2 separate regions of the Mus musculus genome follow, and region 2 is linked to region 1. The links are chromatin contacts, called in public promoter capture Hi-C maps. All regions are on one chromosome and are shown on one strand. The core of a region is the stretch at or near the end of the contact, and the rest is flanking DNA. Distances in the headings are between cores, read along the strand shown. Region 1 holds the start of Tfpi (tissue factor pathway inhibitor). Region 2 holds the start of P2rx3 (purinergic receptor P2X, ligand-gated ion channel, 3).

Region 1 (5,280 bases), core at 910-3,409:
ACTGTGTTGCAAGCCAGTGAGATGCGGCAACCAGTAAAGGCACTTGTTACACAAATACTGCAGTCTAAATTAACCCACTGAACTTAGGCAGAGGAGGAAGGGGAGACTAAGTTGACCTGTTTTACTTTTTCAATTTTCCAAGGTAAGGATTCCCTGTGTAGCCTGGCTGCCCTAGAACTCCATAAACCAGACTGGCCTTGAACTCAGAGATCTGGCCACACCCAGTTGATTTTTTTTTTTCTTTTTTGGTTTTCCAAGACAGGATTTCTCTGTATACCTCTGGCTGGCTGTCCTGGAACTCACTCTGTAGACCAGGTCTGACTCGAACTCAGAAATCAGCCTGCCTCTGCCTCCCAAGTGCTGGGATTAAAGGCGTGTGCCACCACTGCCCAGCTGATCATATTTTTAAAGACTCCCCTGCTCAAAAATTAAGTATGGGGAGCAATGAAATAAACCATTTTGGACCCGAAGAATGAATATTAGAACATGAAGCAGTTTTAAAACAAACCAGAAATGAAAGCACACAAACACATGGCTCCTGGCTCTGGTTCATCATCTTCCTGAGAGACTGACCAATCCAATAGTGAATCTTGGCCTTAGTTTGACTTGGTCTTGACTTTAGTTACAGAGGGTGTAATTTTCTGGAGAATTGCTCAATATAAAATTCCCTGATGTCATAATATGTCCATATTTGAAACTGTGGCCATTTTAAGGATTATTTTTTTTTCTTTTAGGTACAAAGTAGTTGACAGAAATGGTTTTATAAAATAAATAAGGCTCCTCTTGGAATAAAGATGCTAAACTCTTTAGATCATGTGGCTCTAACCACTTATTCATAATATAAAAAGTAAAAGTGGACCGGGCGGTGGTGGCCGCACACCTTTAATCCCAGCACTTGGGGAGGCAGAGGCAGGCGGATCTCTGAGTTCGAGGCCAGCCTGGGTCTACAGATCGAGTTCCAGGACAGCCAGGGCTATACAGAGAGAAACCCTGTTTCAAAAAACAAAAGCAAAACACAAACAAAGTAAAAATGGAAATCACTTCATGGGGAAAAAAAAAAAAGAGAATACTCTTAAGTTGCGACAAAATAGCATGGACAAATTGAGATGTTAAAAACGATTAAAAAACTTTTATCGACAGTGTGGTTATTCAATGTGTACTGCTAGAGAAGAGGACATTCATAAGTATCTGAAATATTCTGGCATATTTTATAGTTAAACCAAGACTTAGAAGACTTAGAAACCAATCCGGGGGTGGGAGGGCATATCTGGACCACAACTTCATTTCTTATCGGTGGCTAGTCTCACTGTAGACCAGGCTGACTGAAACTTACAGACCCACCTCACTCTGCCTCAGAGGGCTAGGATTACAGGAGTGCCCCTGCATCTGGCCTTTCTTCTCAGTTTGAGGTTGTGATGAGAGCAAGGGATAACAACTAGTGAGGGTGGGCAGGCACCATAAAAGGGCATTTGTCAGAATGCCCCCGCAGGGCACCAAGAGTGCCAACGCAGAAGTCTGCTTCCTGCTTCTGTGCCATCTCCCGAATGAGCACCTCTGCCCAGAAGCGACGGTGACATCGTGACTGACACTGAGCAATGCACCTGGACACCTTGTAGTTGGGCCAACTGGACTGGCCAGCACACCTCCACCGCACCACCACCACCATCTCCCTTGGGTTTCTTACCTTGATGAGTCAGTAGTCCTTAAATGAGATCTGGAGATGAGGTCCCAAAATTATACCGTCTTCAGAAGAAATCCGGAGACAGGTCCCGAAAGTGATACAGTCTAAAAATAATAGTTTAGAGGGTCTTAATTGGGTTCCGTTTCTCTGGCAGTTAAAGAAATTAAAGGCAGGAAATTTCAGAAGAGCAATAGAGAGAAGTAGGAGTTAAAGGCAAGCATCTACTTAGGGTGGGGAACACACTCACGCGTCAGACACACGGAGAAAAAGATTCTCTGTAAAGGTTGCTCGGGAAGCCGAAAACCCCAGTCTCTTCTCTCGAGTCCTGAGGTTTTAAAGCATTCGAAGAGTCTTCCTCCCCCACTTCAGGGTTGGTCAGTTTGCCGTTGATTGGTCCGAAACTATGAAACTGTGAAACTATGTGTGACATGTCCTCATCAGGTCTTGACCTTGTTGAGCCAGTCCCTCAGTAAGGATTCTCCCCTGGAAGCTTTTGTGTCAAAGTCAATAGGTGAGGAAGCTAGCCATTATCTAGCCACGGCCCTCTCCCTATCTGGTGCCTACCAGGAAGTCTGTCAAACTTTTACCCTAATAGACAACAATACCCAGCTTCTGGTAACAGGAAAGAAGATGGGCGGCCACAGACTTCACCTGGAGCAAAGCACTGCCCCAGGCTCACCCGAGGCCTGGGTCCTGCCCAAACTGTGGACACTGTGGGATCCTATTCTGCCCTACTCTGCCTCTCTAAGGTAGTTTTCCCAAGTTCCACGGGAAAATCTCTTAGACCGTCTGGGTCTGGTGGCTGAGGGCTGATTGCTGCCCACTGTGGTTAACTGAAGACTTAACGCTGCCCTGTGTGTGTGGCTGCAAAACTCGGTTCACCTCTGCTCACAACAGATCACCATACTGACTGTTCAGGTGGCAGTTAAATCTGTCATTCTTAATTGGCCCAGAGGCCATTTGGTCTATACTTCCTGCTCAAATTTACCCTCAGACCTCTGGGGTGATGTTGACTGCGTGTTTTATCAGATTGGGAGCAGCAATCTGATAAATCTTAGCCTCTCACCTCAGGGACACAGCTGCTTAGTCAGACCGTTTCCTAAGGCCTTGCCTTCTCAGGGACACAGCTGCTTAGTCAGACCGTTTCCTAAGGCCTTGCCTTTTCCAGAGCTCAGGTCTCCAGCTGAGACAGGCAAGCTCACAGACACGTTTGCCTCGCTGACAGGCTTCCTGCTGAGAAAGATAAACTCACAAAAACAGATTTCAGTGTGAGAGCAAACTCAAGCCATCGTGTTGTTACTCAAAACTTGCTCTCTGCTGTTCCTTTATTCAAAAGAGCTTACTTTTTTGTGACTTTGTTCACTAATCAAACACCTATGCCTCAAAGTATTAGAGTTTTCCAGATTTTAAAAAAAAAAAAAAAGTTTAAAGTTTATGCAACTTGCCAAGGTCTGAGGAAGGGATTCAAAGTATGTGAAAATGATTTAAGGTGCGTGAAAAATGAGACTTTCAAGATGGTATACGATGTGAAGACTTCAGGGTTCACTCAGTGGAGTTCTGATGAATCTAGCCCTGGTAAAACACTGGCTACTAAACTTTTTAAAAACATCATAGTCACAGGCCCAAAATTGTTAATTTTCTTTAGTTGTTTTCTAAATAAAGGCACTTATCATTGTGAAAAAAACACCTCTGTTCTTTTGTTCTCTTCCCTGACAAGAAATCTCTGTCTTATTACAGATAAATAAATGTTCATGCTCCTATTATGCTAATAACTTTTCAAGCTTTGTTTTGCTAAGGCTCAAAGGTCTATTCCAACTGTTTACAGATTTTTGTTAACTGCTTTGCTACAATGAGTACTTCCTTGCAGAACACAGACAGTGGTCATTCTATCTAAACCTTTAACCTCTTTTTATATGCTTAAAACAGTTCATGCAAACTTCAGGGCTTCCATCTGTCATTGCTCAGAAGATCCCTTGCCACTGGTAAGCCAATGTAATTGTTCTTTGTCTCTCTCTTTAGGTTCACTCAGCAAACCAGACCCTGTCCCCCACCCCCACTCATACCCCCACCCCCACCTCCACATCCACACCCACCCCATCCCAGCCTGCAACTCTGGAATTCCAGCTTTCCTAGCCTGCCAGGACAACCCTCTCCACCTAAGAAGCAGCTACGGAAGAGAGACACTACATCACCCTTTATCATCAACAAAAGGCTGGAACTATTAGTTCTCTCAGCTGTCCAAATATACAGAAATGAGCTCAAGCTGGACCACAGAAGGATTTCTGGAGGATAAATAAAAGCCACCATGCCTCCGGAACTTTTGAAAGCAGTTCCCATCGGCCAAAAGTTGTCCTTTCCCTTACTTCTGGCAGAAGTGACAGATGGCTCCATTGACATATACCTACGGCTGCATATCACAGCCCATGCTGGCCTCCAAACTTCCTCTGCTCCTACTCACAAGTACTTTTTACGAATTTCAAAGCTCTCTCACCCCCCCCCCACGTGTGTGTGTGTGTGTGTGTGTGTGTGTGTGTGTGTGTGTGTGTGTGTGGTGTGTCTGTGTCCTTGAGTCTTCATCTCCCACTATTTCCACTCATCTCCCTGCTCTCCAGCTTCCCTAGCCCTGGCCATGTCAAGTCTCCTGGCCATGTTCGGTCTACTTCTTTTTCCCTCTGCTATGAACTCCTCCAGATGCCTCTGGCTGTTTGTTCATTCTTTCTCTCTCTCTCTCTCTCTCTCTCTCTCTCTCTCTCTCTCTGTCTCTCTCTTTTTCTCTCTGTCTCTCTCTCTCCTCTCTCTCTTATGCCTACAATAAAAACTTAACCATATCTTGGAACAATCATGTCAGCAGTTTCTTTACTGCATCCCCTCGCACACAAGAATGAAACCCATGCTCACAACACATGCTCAAAGCACAAACTGTTAGATTCTGTTAGATTATTTAAAGCAGCTGTAGAGAGATGGAAGAAGGAAAGACAGATAGGCTTGGTCTGACCTTAGGAGGGACCATGTTTATTCACAGCGAGGAAGGACTTTATCACTCACGTGTGCAGATGGCCAAAATGCCTTCAGAAGAAGATAGGATGAGGCCCCTTATAGGGGCGGAAATGACTTCCATTGTCCACAAGGGAAGCTGGGAAGTGTAGTCTTTCAGCAGGAAACTATCATTGTAAACTCTGAGACGGTATAAAAAATGCAGGGCAGGGGGGTTGTAGCTGTTTTTTGCTGAGGAGGGTGTTGCTGGAGTGGTTGGTTCAAGGTCCATTGAAGAGGGACTGCCTCTCTGGTCACGAAGCAGAGAGTCTTAACTTGATCAGCCGCAATGGAACATTTGAATTCATCCTACATTCCTGAAGAGACCTGAAAAATTATTATTAGAGGACTGTAAACAGACTATTTTGGTTACAAAGTAAAACCGAAGGGTTTTCCAGGAAGATTGAGGAGTAGGGAGGAGCTGAGGTGAGAGAGACAGAGTGGACCAGTGGGAGAAAGTGGCCATAGAGTGCATTCAGGAGGGTAACAGTGACTGGTCCCACTGCCACAACTGTTGCACCAAAATGAGCTGTCCAAAGTGGCAGAGAGCTACAGAGAATCAAAGG
Region 2 (5,400 bases), core at 2,560-5,059, 560 kb after region 1:
GTGGGTGTCGTTCCCCATTTGTACCTAGAGGATGAGGGATTCCAACTGATCCTCCTAGCATGTCACCTAGCGTGCTGACATGGAACCTTGGTTGCTACCTGGTGTCAAAAGGATGGTATGTATCCCCAGGGTCTTGTACACCAAAGCTGAGTGAAGTGTCAGCCACACCGGGTAGCTAAGGCTAGAGCCCAGATGATTAGGTGGTATGCTGCTGTGAGTGTGCAAGAGGAATACTCGGCTCATCTCATACACTTCCTAGGTGAGGTGTTGTGTCCTCTCTCCCTGGCAGAAAATAACAGGGGAAAGACTCAGGTATTAGTTAAGTGCCAACACCACCACATCAAATATCCCTTCAAGGGGCAGACAGGCCAGGTGGCTCAGTGGGGAAAGGTACTTGCTGCCAAGCTTAAGGACCTGAGTTCCATCTTTGGAACTCACATGATGGAAGGAGAGAACTGATTTCACCCCCTACACTCCCACCCCACAGTTCTCTTACCTCTACACATACCCATGCTCCACGCCCCTAAAGGAACAAAATAAAATGAAAAAAAAAAAAAAGAACAAAACTTTAGAATTCTATTGAGGTAGTGTTAGCTTCTCCGGTAAGCTTTCCTACATCCGATCCTACTCTTAATCCTTGGGCACATCAGACTGCTCAGATCTGATTATAGTGCTCTTCCTCAGTCTCAGCCCCCCCCCCCCAAATGGTTGAACAGTGTCAGTAACTTCCTTCTCGTTCTTTACGTTTCTGTGGAAACAAAAGCTCTTGGTTCTCACAGGATGCCAGGCCTGACCTCTGAGTTCCCAGGGACCTTTTTCTACACTCTAGCCTCTACTGCTCTACACTCCTTTTCTTCTTCCCACAGACCAGGCTCTTCCCCTCCACAGATGTGGGTTCTTTGCCTTACGTGGACTTCTCCCTGGTTGCTTCTACCCATCCTTCAGAACCTGGACACTGCATTTCCAGAAAACTCACCTCAGTTTTCAGATGAAGCCAAAGTGACTCCACAGCGGCAGCTTTTCAGGTGTTGTGCACGTTTTAGAAGCCATTGAAACTTTCCATTTGTTTGTGAGGATCACTGGGTTAGTATCAACTTCTTGCTCTATTCACGGTATGATGCTCACAGGATAAAGACCCTGTCTGCTTCTGCCCATTGCTCTACCCTCACTGTACAATAATGCCTGACATGAAGAGACGCTTGATGCACTTTTGCTAAATTAATCACAATGCATTCATGAAGTCACATGGTGTTTGTGCTCCTATAAACAGAGATGGGCTTGGGCCAGGGGGCTGGGCTGTTGAGTGTGCTGATGAAACTGTGAGGCACTGTTGCACAGGGAGCTGTCAGGATAGGAGATGGATGGGGTTGTATATCAAGATGCCAAAGAGCCTCTCTCATGCTCCCTTGAGCAGACTGGACTCAAAACCCCAGCATTGGAGGATTCAATCTGATTCTGATGAGAGGGCAGCCAAGAGCAGTGCAGAGCTAAGGGGGCTTAGCCATCTAGGAGATGGCTGTCTCTGTCTTCCATCAACGTCCTGCCTGGAGCCAGGAGAGCCAGGCCAGGTTAGGAATGTGCTGAAAAGCTTTTTCTTTCATTTGGACCAATATACCATCCTGTGGCTATCAACAATCAAGGCACTGAATATATATGTGCACACAGAAGGCTTAAGAACCAGCTGAGGATGTAGCTCAGTTGACAGAGTGCTGACCTAATATGCACAAAGTCCTGGGTTCAGCCAGCCATAAAAATGGATGTGGTGGCCCACACCTGCAATTCAGCACTAGGAGGATTAAGAATTCAAGGTCACCTTCACCTGTGTAGTAAGTCCATAACCTTGGATAGATGAGACTTTGTCTCCAAAACAAAAGCTAACCAACTAGCCAACCAAAAAAAAAAAAAAACAAAAAACCAGTTTTGAGCCAAATTTGGAGAAAGGGACATGGAACATCTAAACATTTCTCACAAAACTTCAACATAGGAAAGTAGCTTCAAGGCCATTTAATCCGACTCCATAGCTTGAATTCCTTCTGATGTCCCCACAATGCTATACTAAAGCCTACAGACTCTCATCAAACCCAAGGAACAGAACTATGAAAAACCACATCTGCCCATCTATCTATCTACTCCCACCTTTCAGCTCCAGCTGCAAGCACACAGGACATACTCTTTGATTTGCCTGAATTAACTCATGATCTAGTCAGTGGCTGTCTTTCACAAACAGACTCATCGTTTCAAGGAACGGCAAGCGACCACAGACCCACAAGCCAGGAAAGAAAACCCTTGAGGTTTCTGCCTGCATTTCCTGGTGCCAACCAGTGTGTAGAAATGACCGCAAGAAGGACAGACCCGTGCTTTCCTCCCAGCCATTGTTTGCCAAAGTCCCTTTGTATGTGTGCAGGAGGGCGGTGTTGGGATCTGGCTGGTCCTTGAGCAACCCCTAGCATGTGTCTTATGACACAGAGTGAGGCGAGAATTTATGCTGTTTAACAATAGGTATCATTTCTGCATTCCTGGGGAAAAGCCCCACACTAAGTCAGAAAAGGTACCTTTCTCTTGGGCAGGTCTTCCCTTGAGTGTGTCTGTGCCTCTGTCTAGCTTGGGGGGCAGTTCTCCTGCTCTCCAAGAACAGATGTCTCTTGCTTTTTAACCTCTCACCATCTAGCCCTATGACAAGAAGAAATTCCTAAGTCTACATTAAAGCCAGCTCTCCCCTTTCCTCTCTAGCTGGTTCTTCTTCCACACATCAGCCCATCTCCCTGGTTTTCATTCCTCCTTCCTGCGTTCCTTTATCTTTCTGGGACTCTAAAGACTCAATGGAGGGGAATGGGGAAATGTGGGGAGGGGTCTGACTTGGTTTTTGTTTTTGTTTTGGTCTGGGAAGATGGACCATATGGGTCCTTTCTTAACCAGGGAATGGACTCATATTCTTGGCGTATGTGTCTAGAATCCTGGAAGAGATTCTGGGTAAAATAATGCACCTGAGACGGGTCTAGATGGGAGTGGCAGAGGCCAATCCTGAGGACATGGCTCCCACAAATCAAAGTGTTTCCCAGAGAAGAGGGTCTAGGAGCTGCAGAGCAGCCTTGGGAGAGGGAGGGAAGGACATCAGGTAGCCCTTCTGTCCCACCATCCGAAGGACCATGGACTCACCCCACAAAGTAGGAGATAATCAGCAGCTGAACGGCTCGGTTGATGATCCCAATGGTCCAGCTTTTCACAACCACCGACTTGGTAGTCTCGTAGGTGAAGAAGTCTGATATACAGTTCATACTGAGAAAGTGCTCACAGCCACCCAGAAAGGCTGTGGATGCAGCCCAAGGAGAGAAAAGACCTCAGGACTGGGAGACAGAGATCAAGAACTGGAGTGGGCTGCTTAATGGGGCTTGAGGAAAAGAGCCAGTTCCTATAAGCCAGGCAACTGTAGTCCAGTGCCTCGTCTCTCCTCTTGACACTCTAGAAGCCAACAGTCCAGGGCCAGGGCGGTGGACCACCTTTTTATTCATCTTCACTCCACTCCCCTGTGATGTCACAGCAGGGGTGGGGTCTCCAATCCCGGGCTCCAGATTGCCTGAGATGCAGCTGGCTAGGGCCCTCTGGGACTTATGTTTCATCTGCACTCTGTCTACTGTTTCTATTCTGTTCTCTTACGCGGCATCTCTATCCCAGCTCACCAGCTGCTTTGTATTCTCCAAAGCCCCTTGTAACTGCCCACTCTTGAGTTAGCTCATCTGCCTGAGCCAAGAACTCCACTCTTGAGTGTCTGTCGATTTCTATCTAATAGCACAAATAGGGAGAAAGGGTTCTTGACAGTTCTGTGTCTCCTGGGAGGAAGACACGCATTTCTTACCATCTCCTCCTCTCTGCCCTCCAGCATCTCATTATGTTGTCTAACTTGTTATGTTGCCATGTTTCAAATTCACAATCCTCCTGCCCCAGTCTTTGAGTGTTGTGATTACAGATTTGTAATACTACAAAGCGGAAAGTCGCTTATTTCTAACTCTAGTTGGTTGCAACTCTTCAAGTTGCACAGAAATTACTGAACTCCCTCTCTTTTTAAACCCCGAAGTTATTAAAATCTTTTGTTAGGGTATGTGCTCCTAAGAGGCTGGGCTATTTTAACGATCTTCAACAGTTTTGTCAGATCCTAGAAACGTGCTGCATTAATAGGTTTTCATTATGTCTTAAGCCCAGTTTGACTTAGCTAAATAGTGCTAGCAATGATAGTGGTTAAAGCCACAAGCACCGAATGACAAAACACATTTTTATCTATATCATATCCCAGGACTGAGTTAGCAAGTCAGTGCAGTGATATTTCAGGGAAACTGTGGGCTTATCCTGTCTTTGTGTAGGACATATGCTAGCAATCACTCTAAACCCTGAACCCTCATGATTATAAAAGGCTGATGTTAAAGAGTCTGTGTTCTAGGTTCCAGTTTTGATGGTAATGGACTGACACCCAGTCGCAAATCTTTTGTGGTCTCATTTTTCTCATCTGTAAAATGAGATAAACTCAAGCATCTCTGTCAGACCTGGCTTCAGATTTTGCAAGATGCACTCCGGTGCTATGTGAGGCCATCCGGGCTTCTGCCAACGTAGGCTGATGTGATTTCAAGTAAGTTCTAGCTCAAAGGTAAATCCGACACCACCACTTGAATTTAATGCAGCCATCTGCTAGGCTCTTCCTGAGAACCCACAAATTAGGGATATGGACAGGATAGTGTTGGGGGTAGGTGAACTCACTGCAGAAAGGATCTGATCTACTTGCCAGGGTACAGCTGGAAAGCAAGCACAATCGCCGACACCCGCATCTCCTTTGCAGCTAGTGGGGCTACACCTCTGTATTTTTCTTGTTCAACAGACTCCTTCCCAGATTATTTCACAGGAGGGAGGGGCGTGCATGATTCCAACAAACATACAAACCTGAACACCTAATAAAACCGCATAATTTCCCTTCGGAATCTAGTCTTTGAAGAGCAGCTTGTAACTTTCTAAAGAGTGTTCCCGTTTTCTAGTCAAGAATTCAGCCGCGTGGGATTCCATAGCAAGCCTCTCGCTTTAGCCGACCAGGGGGAGTGCCGACGCTCTAGGCGAATGTACCCGTTGGTCGGCCCGGATGATGCCGTTCTAGCCAAGTCTTCCTCTCTATGGTCCGTGCGCGACTTCCGGTGGCGGGACGCGGGGCTGCGCACGCGGGAAAAGCTTCCCCGGCATCCCTTCCCCCGCATCCCTACCCCCTCCCCTGCGTCCCCCTGCGCCCACCGCCCTCACTGTGCCGTCGCGAGGCTGCAGCTCTTAGAGGTGGGTGGTCGCGATCCCTGGGCCCCTGGTGTGCATGGGCCCCGCTCCCCCGCGGGACGATCGGAATGGATCGATCCGCGTTCAAATTCGCGGGCA

What was found. Promoter capture Hi-C pulls out the DNA fragments that hold promoters and counts their contacts.
Region 2: a promoter capture Hi-C map of embryonic stem cells shows a contact between it and region 1, with 5 times the contacts expected there. The contact joins the promoter of P2rx3 here to the promoter of Tfpi in region 1. A contact is called at or near these places in 14 of 39 promoter capture datasets (3T3-L1-derived adipocytes, the C10 cell line, the HPC-7 cell line and 10 more), 7 of 484 Hi-C or Micro-C datasets (CD4 T cells, CD8 T cells, the HPC-7 cell line and 4 more), 6 of 115 datasets of contacts at active chromatin or transcription factors (T-cell acute lymphoblastic leukemia, embryonic stem cells, large pre-B cells and 1 more) and 2 of 9 other capture datasets (adipose tissue and liver).

What each region holds. Positions count from the first base shown.
Region 1 is chr2:84,472,015-84,477,294 of GRCm38.p6, forward strand. Tfpi (tissue factor pathway inhibitor) reads right to left here and starts at 2,160. Exons shown (of 9, transcript NM_011576.1): 1 at 1,929-2,160; 2 at 1,685-1,785.
Region 2 is chr2:85,032,025-85,037,424 of GRCm38.p6, forward strand. P2rx3 (purinergic receptor P2X, ligand-gated ion channel, 3) reads right to left here and starts at 3,810. Exons shown (of 12, transcript NM_145526.2): 1 at 3,157-3,810. The coding sequence starts at 3,275. It overlaps Ssrp1 (structure specific recognition protein 1), which reads left to right and starts at 5,096. Exons shown (of 17, transcript NM_182990.4): 1 at 5,096-5,304.